Linked DNA regions of Sus scrofa: all the other regions are linked to region 2. The links are chromatin contacts, called in public HiChIP or PLAC-seq and promoter capture Hi-C maps. All regions are on one chromosome and are shown on one strand. Each heading gives the region's core, a stretch centred on a gene start, on an enhancer-like site or on the middle of the called end of the contact. The rest is flanking DNA. Distances are from core to core; before and after follow the strand shown.

What was found. Promoter capture Hi-C pulls out the DNA fragments that hold promoters and counts their contacts. HiChIP or PLAC-seq counts read pairs in DNA pulled down with a chosen protein or histone mark.
Region 1: a promoter capture Hi-C map of liver shows a contact between it and region 2, with 3 times the contacts expected there. The contact joins the promoter of CAMK1 here to the promoter of VHL in region 2. A contact is called at or near these places in 1 of 5 promoter capture datasets (liver) and 1 of 2 datasets of contacts at active chromatin or transcription factors (alveolar macrophages).
Region 3: an H3K27ac HiChIP or PLAC-seq map of alveolar macrophages shows a contact between it and region 2. The contact joins the promoter of ARPC4 here to the promoter of VHL in region 2. A contact is called at or near these places in 1 of 47 Hi-C or Micro-C datasets (embryonic fibroblasts) and 1 of 2 datasets of contacts at active chromatin or transcription factors (alveolar macrophages).

What each region holds. Positions count from the first base shown.
Region 1 is chr13:66,053,921-66,056,902 of Sscrofa11.1, forward strand. CAMK1 (calcium/calmodulin dependent protein kinase I) reads right to left here and starts at 1,338. Exons shown (of 14, transcript NM_001190195.2): 1 at 1,204-1,338.
Region 2 is chr13:66,333,177-66,336,085 of Sscrofa11.1, forward strand. It overlaps VHL (von Hippel-Lindau disease tumor suppressor), which reads left to right and starts at 1,359. Exons shown (of 3, transcript XM_003483214.4): 1 at 1,359-1,712. The coding sequence starts at 1,415.
Region 3 is chr13:66,074,439-66,077,203 of Sscrofa11.1, forward strand. ARPC4 (actin related protein 2/3 complex subunit 4) reads left to right here and starts at 1,488. Exons shown (of 7, transcript NM_001206535.1): 1 at 1,488-1,495. It overlaps TADA3 (transcriptional adaptor 3), which reads right to left. Exons shown (of 10, transcript NM_001206536.1): 4 at 1,282-1,532; 5 at 1,058-1,163.

The DNA of each region.
Region 1 (2,982 bases), core at 88-2,587, 280 kb before region 2:
TTGGTGATGGATAGGGTTTGGATCCAGAGTTGCTCAATGACCCCTAGCTGGGCCCCAGCAAAGACTGCTGGAGGCAAAGACCTAGGAAGGCACTGCAGCCAGACTAGGACCCATCCAGAGAACACAGCCTCTCAATCCCATCCCAGGTCCACAGAGAGTGAAGCCAAAACAGAGCTCAGTGTACTGTGTGTCCTCAGGGAGGGCCCTTTCCTTCTCTTTTTCCTCCATGGGAAAAAATGAGGGGAAGGTGCCCTGATTAGAGCTCCTAGTGTGGGATTCCACTCTTTGGATGGGACATGTTCCCAAGGGGGCCTGGCCACCAATCCCAAGGGGCAGAAACTTCTAGGAAAGGAGACTTGGTGGTAAGCTGTAGAGGCAGAATTTTAAACCCACCTGGAAGCCTGGCAGATATGAACCTCACAGTTTCACATCAAAAGCCACCCACACCCCTGAACCCAAACACCTGCCTCCAGCACACGCCATCCCCAGTTACTCTGACACTTGATCACACATGTACACCCGGACGTCAGCACACACATCCAAACACACACTCCCCCAGACATCCTCACACCCAAACATCCCTCTCATACCCCAAAACACACATCCATACACACCTTGATGACACCCAGACAGGCAGACACACACACTCACCTGTATACCAGACATCCCAGATTCATTCATACCTTTATCCTAGAAGCTCTTCAACTGCAAATCCTTATACTCCTAACTCCAAACATGGTCAGCACACAACTGTATACGTCCCCAACTCTGACTTACTGCCCTTTTGAGCTGGATACCAGCACACCACAACACCTGGACATATATCTGCAACAAAAGCACTGACTCCCAGACATCCGCACGGATACCCTTATACACCAACATGCTGCAACTTCATATCTGAAGCCCCTTGCCAAAGCTAAGTCACTCTCATATCCCAACACATCCATACCTCCAAATGCCCAGTCCTTCCACATTCAGGCCCAGCTGAAGGCAGACACGCACGCACACACATCCCTTCCCCACCTTCCTCTTTTACCCACTCAGTTTCCCACCGGCACCTGCTGGGCCTGGGGCAGAGGTTGGGGAGTGAGGCCCGGCCCTGCCCATCTAGAGTCCGGCACGCCCGGGCTCCCCTTTCCATCCTTGGGGGAGGGTATCCAGCGGCTGCGCCCAGGGTCGGGCGGCGCGGCTTTGGGCTTGTACCTGCGGCTGCCCCGCCGCGGGGCTGGCTGGGAGGCCGGAGGTGCCTGGTGCTGGGCTCTGGCCGCTGGCCGCTGGCCGCCGTCCGCCGCCCGCCGCTGCTGCGCGCCTGGCCCCGCCGCCGGCTCTCTCGCTGGGGCTTGGTTCGGACTCGGCTGGCTCCCTCCGCCCGCCTGCGGCTCTGATGTCAGTGGAGGAGGAGCCTGCGACGGAGGGACTGGGGACTGGGAGGTGAGGCTCCGCTCCCGGGCTGGGAAAGGGGCGAGAGGTCAGGAGTTAACAGCGGCCGCCCTTCGTGCAGGTCAGATCCTCCGCTGGGTTCTTTTCATCCTTCGTCATCAGGCTGGGTCCCCGTTTCACAGTAGGAACAACTGAGGCACAGAGAGATGAAGCGCTCAAAGTCAGTTGGTCAGAAGCAGAGTCGAATTCGAACACAAGTCTGTCTGATGCCGGAAGCTGGCCATTTTCGCCCTATCTCTAGGAGTTTCTTTCAGACCAGTTCTGGGAGCTCCCTTAGGGTTGGGCGCTGTCCTACTCTCCCTGCCCCTGTCCGCCCCTGGGAATTAGGCCCAGGGAAGAGCTCTAGAGACTGAGAGGAGTGGAGGCCTGGGGCCGTTCGGAAAGGACAAGGCAAGGGTAGGTGATGAAGAGAATTGAGACAGTCTTAGGGTGGGGATCCCATTTGACTTGCGGGAAAACTGAGGTCCCTCTCTGAGGCAGAGCTAAGGCTCTAATTCTCCACACCTGCAGAGCTGATGCTCTAATTCCCTACACCTGCGGGCCAGATCGGGTGTGGTGCCCAGAGGGACTGGGGCGGGGAGGGAAGGGGGAGGGGGGAGAGTTAAATCTGGATCCTCGTGGAAGCGGGCCAAAGAGGACCACGTGACTGGGCTGGCGCCAGCGGCCTTTGGCTCAGGGCCAGGTTGGGAGAGGAAGCCCAAAACCGCTCTGGGGCGGCGGGCAAGGGGCCAAAAGACCTGGTCTGTGTCCTCTTGAGCAAGGCCTTCCTTGGGGAGAAGGGACTGAGGGAGCAACTCCCAGAAAGAAGGGGTGGGGCTGGACTGGAGCCAGCCGGAGGAGGCACGTTTCTGGGGACCCCCCACTCCACCTCATGGCCGCTCCTCAATCTTGAATTCCTGCATTTTACAGCTGCAGATAGGGAGAGGACAATGCTTAGCTCAATCTCATTTTCAATTGGCTTTTCCCTGTCTTAACCTCAGGACTGTGTCCGAAGGTGGTCAGGTTATTGTGCCCATTCTACAATGAGAGAGGAAGAGGTTCCTAGAAAGGCTTTAGAGACTAACTTTTCTGAGTCACACTTTACCTCTCTTAGCCTCAATTTCTTCATTTGGAATATGGAATATTGATGACTGACTCAGAATTTTCCTGAGAATTCTGTGGGATAATGGATGTGACGTGCCTGGAGTACCACCGGGGTTCAAAATATGACAGCTAGACTTACTTTAGGGTAAACTGAGGTTCAGAGAAGGAACCTGTTTTTTCTGGGGTCAGGGGACTAAGGAGCAATTCCCCTCCCTCAGATCTCCTTGCCTTTGGTTGGATTCTTTCACATGTCAGGTAATAGAATCCGAAACTAAACCAGCTTCACCAAAGAGGAACCAATGGCTCATAATAGCTGAGGCAAGATGGATGGAAGAACGCCATGGGTCAGAATCTGAGACTGGAATTGGAGACAAAGTAGCTGTAGGATTTGCTTTCTCTCATCTCTCCTTGTCTCCATGTCTACTTTGGCTTCCGTTCCTCTGCAGAGTCATCTCCTTT
Region 2 (2,909 bases), core at 109-2,608:
CATACCATCCTTCTTGTAATTCTGTAGCAACTTCATGCCCTATGTCCAAGCTAGCAGCCCTGCTAATAGTGAGTGATCCAAGCATTGCTTATCAGTTTTGCTTCTGCAACCTTGCTTGCTCAGTTTCTTAGGCAGGAACACTGTCTGCTAGGGGAAAGGGGAGGTCCCTGGCTGCTTACATGGAAAGAACAAGACGCTGTATTGTATAAAAGCTGCTGAGACCAAAGACCTGGTGCTCAGACTCTGGAGCCTGAGCTCCTCTGAGCCTGCACAGGGGCTGAATAAACCCTTCTTTTGTCTGCATCTCCAAGTGCCCTTTGTCTCCTTCCGCTGCCAGGGTTTCTGCAATAAGATCACATACTTGAAGCTAAACCTGGAATGAGAACCCAGGTGGGTACGAATTACAGAGTGCAGAGACTGAACTATGAAAATGATTCCCTTTTCAGTTTCCTTTAATCTTTCTAATTATGTCCAGAAAAAAATTGACTTAACAACTAAACACTCAGTATCTAACATCTAACGCCTGGCTGTTTAAGAAGAGTGCAGGCTCAGCGCCTTTACGTTTGTTTAATAGATAAAACCCGGTAACTTGTTTTGAGATTAGTTCCACTGTACCCTTCTATAGTAAATGAATTTCCATTGACTGTAGTGATATTAAATTCCTTTTTGAAGTTCCCACTGTGACCTAACAGGATTGGCAGCATCTCTGAAGCGCCAGGACACAGGTTTGTGGGTTAAAGGATCCAGCGTCGCTGCACCCGCAGTATAGGTCGCAATTGCAGCTCAGATCTGATCTCTGGCCCAGGAACTGCATGCCCAGGTGGCGAAAAAAAAAAAAAAAAAAAATTCCTAAACATGTTTAATTGCTTGCGTATGTGTAGAACAACTTGGAAGGGAAGAACAAAAAAACTGATGATATTTGTTGCCTCCAGGGACCTCTAGGCGGCTGGGGGAAGTGGGATGATAGCTAAATTTTCACTTTATTCTACTTTTCTGTGCAAAATTCGAATTTTGTGACCCAAAATGGAGACAAAAGAGAAAAATGATCAATGAGAAAATTATTAAACAGCGCAGATGTTGGGCAGGATATAACAAAAACCACGAAGGTCTTAAGAGAATGAATGGAGCTAAAGAACGCTGTGCCAAAAACGTATGGGTCGCACATGAATCCAACTTATACGGGAAACCGGGCATCCGGATAGCCAGTGATAGCCTCGGCCTCAGCAAGGTCTCGGCCCCTGCTTAGAGGATGCACCTGCGCATGCGCGCAGCCTCAAACCAGCCATCTTAGGGGGTGTAGCCCACCCTCTCCATCGAGCGCGCGCGAAAACAGCGCGCAGGCCCGGGGACGCGCACGCACGCCCCGCCCCCGCCCCGCCCGGCGAGGCCCGGGTAGTCCAGGCTGTCCGACGTAATGCCCCGGAAGGCTGGGAAGGCGGGGAACGCGGAAGAGGCCCGGGCCGGCGCGGAGGAGGCGGGCGCCGAGTCTGGCACGGAAGAGTCTGACTCCAAAGAGCTGGGCGCCAAGGAGATGGAGGCCGGGCGGTCCCGGCCTGTGCTGCGCTCGGTGAATTCGCGGGAGCCGTCCCAGGTCATCTTCTGCAACCGCAGCCCGCGCGTCGTGCTGCCCGTGTGGCTCAACTTCGACGGCGAGCCGCAGCCCTACCCGACGCTCCCCCCCGGCACGGGCCGCCGCATCCACAGTTACCGAGGTAGGTTGGCCGGGGTCGTCCTGTCGCGCCGGGCCGCGCCGCCGCTTTGTCCCCGTGGGCAGCGAGCGCCTGCCGTCGCCCGTGCTGAGCTGCGCCCAGTGCTCCAGGCCTGATAACAACGGCAACCAACGGTGGCACGTCTCACCGAGTCCCCTCCCGATCCGGGAAGGCAGATGCTATTGTCGTTAGTATTCCCATTTTACCCTTGAGTAACTGAGGCCCCAGAGAGGTTGACGCTGCCAGTACGTGACAGCCCATTGTTCTAAAACTGAATAATTTGCATTTGATGATGGCCACATGTGTATTCCATCCCTGACGCCCATTTGTTCTGTATGTGAAGGGGAGAATCTCATATCCTCTGATGTGCCCAGTGGGCCAGCTCCGCCTCAGATCCCTGCGTTCATGAAGTACATGGTCCAGTGCAGTAGACGAGACAAATGCATAAATAGATAAGAACTAGCCAGTGTCCTAAGTGTTGTGGTTGGAGCAGAGTTCGGCGGGGCACCAGCTCAGAGAAAGGGAGGGGTGTGCGCTTTCGGAGAAGAAAGAGAATTCTGCAGGGTTTGAATGGGATCTAACCAACCGGGTTAGGAGGTGAGAGTAATAGGCAGAGTGAACCTACCACCTGGGGTCTTGGGGAGAGGAGAGGGTATGGAATGGTGGGAGAGGAAGCCTGAAAGTTTACTTTATCCCTGAGAAATGGGGCCATTGAAAGTTTTAAGCAGGGAATGGCGTTGCCAGACATAACACTGAAAAGCTTACCAGGTGGCAAAGTGGTTTGGAGGGGAAAGACTACTGGTAAAGGTTAAGAAACTGTCCTAGTAACCCAGGTGGGGGATATCTAGGCTTTACTGCCCAAGGAGGCAGTCATCTTCCTTGGCTTTCAAGAAGAGAAGTTAATACTTGCTTAATTTTCACTACCTTCCTTGCAAGATTTTTTTTTTTTTTTTTTTTTTTGGTCTTTTTAGGGTCGCACCCGAGGCATATGGAGGTTCTCAGGCTGGGGGTCCAATTGGAGCTGTAGCCACCTGCCTGCACCACACCCACAGCAATTCGGGATCTGAGCTGCCTCTGCAACCTACACCACAGGTCCCGGCAACACTGGATTCTTAACCCACTGAGCGAGGCCAGGGATCGAACCTGCAACCTCGTGGTTCCCAGTCGGATTCATTAACCACTGCACCACAACCGGGAACT
Region 3 (2,765 bases), core at 238-2,737, 260 kb before region 2:
GAGAAGAGACAAAGGAGATAAAATCTCTACACTCACAGTCTAGTAAGGAAGCCAGGTACAAAAAGAAGTACAACACACACGGAAGACGAAACGGAACAATTTCCAAGTATAAGGTGCAGAATAGTATGTATATGTGGACCATCTCAGGTGACAGCTATTGTCTCCGAGAGAACTAGAGGCCTCAGGGTCAGAAGTGAGAGGGAAATATCTTTTGCGTTGCTTGAATTTATTACTGCTTCTATGGATAACTTTTTCAAATAAATTCTTTAAAAATTTAGGCAAGTGACAGAGGCAAGTCAAGGTGCTGTGGCAGTGCATCTTCTGCTCGGGAATCTGCAAAGGCATTCTGGTGGAAGTAATGTGTGATCAGGGTTTTGAAGGGTGTCAGATTGCCAAGGGGAGAAGAGCATGTGCAGAGGCCCAGAGACCAGCAAGGACCCTGGGGGGGGGTGCTGCTGATAAACACAGCAGTGAGGAGGGGGCGTGGCCAAGGAAACAGGAGAGAGGCGCTGGGACTGTGCCACCATGGACTGAGATGCCTGGACTACTCGATTCTGGGTAACAGGAGCCAGGGAGAGGCCAGAGAGCAGGGTCATGTCATGAGCACATCTGATCATGACAGCTGACCTATTGGAGAGAGCTCCCCTCCAATGCTTCTCTGTATTTTCTACATTTTCTTTAATGGAACCTCTTTTATTTTCCTCATAAAAAAAGTAAACTTTTACACATCAAAAAATTTAAAAAAAAGAATCCCTCTAGAAGGAAGAAAGTGTTAGGCTGTTCAGGTAAAGGCTGATGAAGGCTTGAGCCAAAGAAGGGCAGGTGATGAGAGAAACAGACCTCACTAGGGAAGAGGCCTTAGGTCATGGTGACCATTTACATAGGCTAGAAAGGAGAAGGTGACGTTAGTGCCTGTATGTTGAGGTGGGTTAGCAGAGCAGACAGGAGGCTGGGCAGCACAGGGGAAGGAAGATGATGCAGAGCTTAGGGTCTCAGATTCTGAGGCAACTCTGAGCCCTCTTGTTCTCCACATCTACCTAGGCTTGGGGGTCGCTACCTTGTAATGTTCAGCCTCATCTTCTGGGGGTTTCAGTAGCTCCTCCAGTGTGCGCACCTCCTCACTGGTGATGTCAGCACAGTAGGGCTCCACTGAAGCCCAGAATCTGCAGGGCGAAGCAGAGCCTGAGTGAGGGCCCCTCCCCCACCAACCTCAGCCCTGGGCCCCACCACAGCCTCCAATGCCCGAATCCCGAGGCCCATCTATGTTCTCTGGCCCAGAACCTGTTGGGGGCGTCATTCTTGGGGATACGTGGCACGTCGATAGGGTCATCAGTGAATTCATATTCCTGGATCTTGGGCTGAAGGTTTTTGGATTTGGGTCGCCCAGGGCCAGGGCCCGGCCCATGTCCTGCCTTCCCTTCCAGTTTCTGCTTCTTGGGTTTCCCATGTTTGGGGGGAGCTCCAAGCTCATGGTCTCGACCCAGCTTCAGGAATCGTCGGTCACCTTTCTTATCCTGCCAGTCGGTGAGGATCTGAAATTCACACACTGTCACTGAGAGGGAGAAGGGAAGACACAGGCAATTCGTCCTCCCAGAGAAAAACTGGGATCTAGAACTCAATTAGGCTCCAAGTCTCTCCTTATTCCCTTTATGTCTAGCAAATTCCTACTCATTCTGCAAAACTCAGCTCCTTATCTGTGCCCATCTCACAGGATTTTATTCATATTCTTCTAATCATTCTATTCACTTGTCTATACTGACTCACCTATGTAGCACCCAAGCCAGTTACACAGTGTTTAGCAGGTCAAGCAAAGAGATCACATCTCAGGAAAACATGCTGGGAGTAATTTTTTGGTATAGGAAAGCAAGCTTTCCAGCAAACCTTCTCTTCAAATATCGCCACAACTGGGAAGCCTTCTCTGCATCAGTTACACAGCTTCTTAGATGCTAAAACACAACTGATTATGCCACAGCCCACTCAAAAAGCTTCAATGGATTCCCAGGGACCACAATTTTTTTTTTTTTTTTTTTTTTTGCTTTTTAGGGCCACACCTTTGGCATATGAAGGGTCTCAAGTTAGGGGTCAAATCGAAGCTGCAGCTGCTGCCCTATACCACAGCCATAGCAATGCAGGATCTGAGCTGCATCTGCAACCTACACCACAGCTCATGGCAAAACCAGATCCTTAACCCACTGAGCGAGGCCAGGGATCAAACCTGCACCTCATGGTTACCAGTCAGATTCGTTTCTGCTGCACCATGATGGGAACTCCCACGAGTTAATTTCATTCTTTTTTTTTTTTTTTTTTTGCTTTTTAGGGCTGCACCTGAGGCACATGGGGGTTCCCAGGCTAGGGCTCCAATCAGAGCTACAGCTGCCAGCCGACGCCACAGCCACAGCAACACAGGATTCAAGCCGTGTCTGTGACCTACACCACAGCTCACGGCAACACCAGATCCCCAACCCACTGATGGAGGCCAGGGATTGAACCTGAAACCTCATGGTTCCTAGTCAGATTCATTTCCACTGCGTCACAATGGGAACTCCAATTTTATTCATCTTTTGAGGTCCAGTTAAAATGGCATCGTCTTTGTCTATGAGTCTCTGATACTCTGTACCTCCACTGTAGGACTAATCGTGTTGTTTGATCATAACTAGAACAAACAGAATACTTTGTGGAGTTCCTGTTGTGGCTCCGTGGGTGACAAACACGACTAGTATCCATGAGGATGCTGTTCGATCCCTGGACTTGCTCAGTGGGTTAGG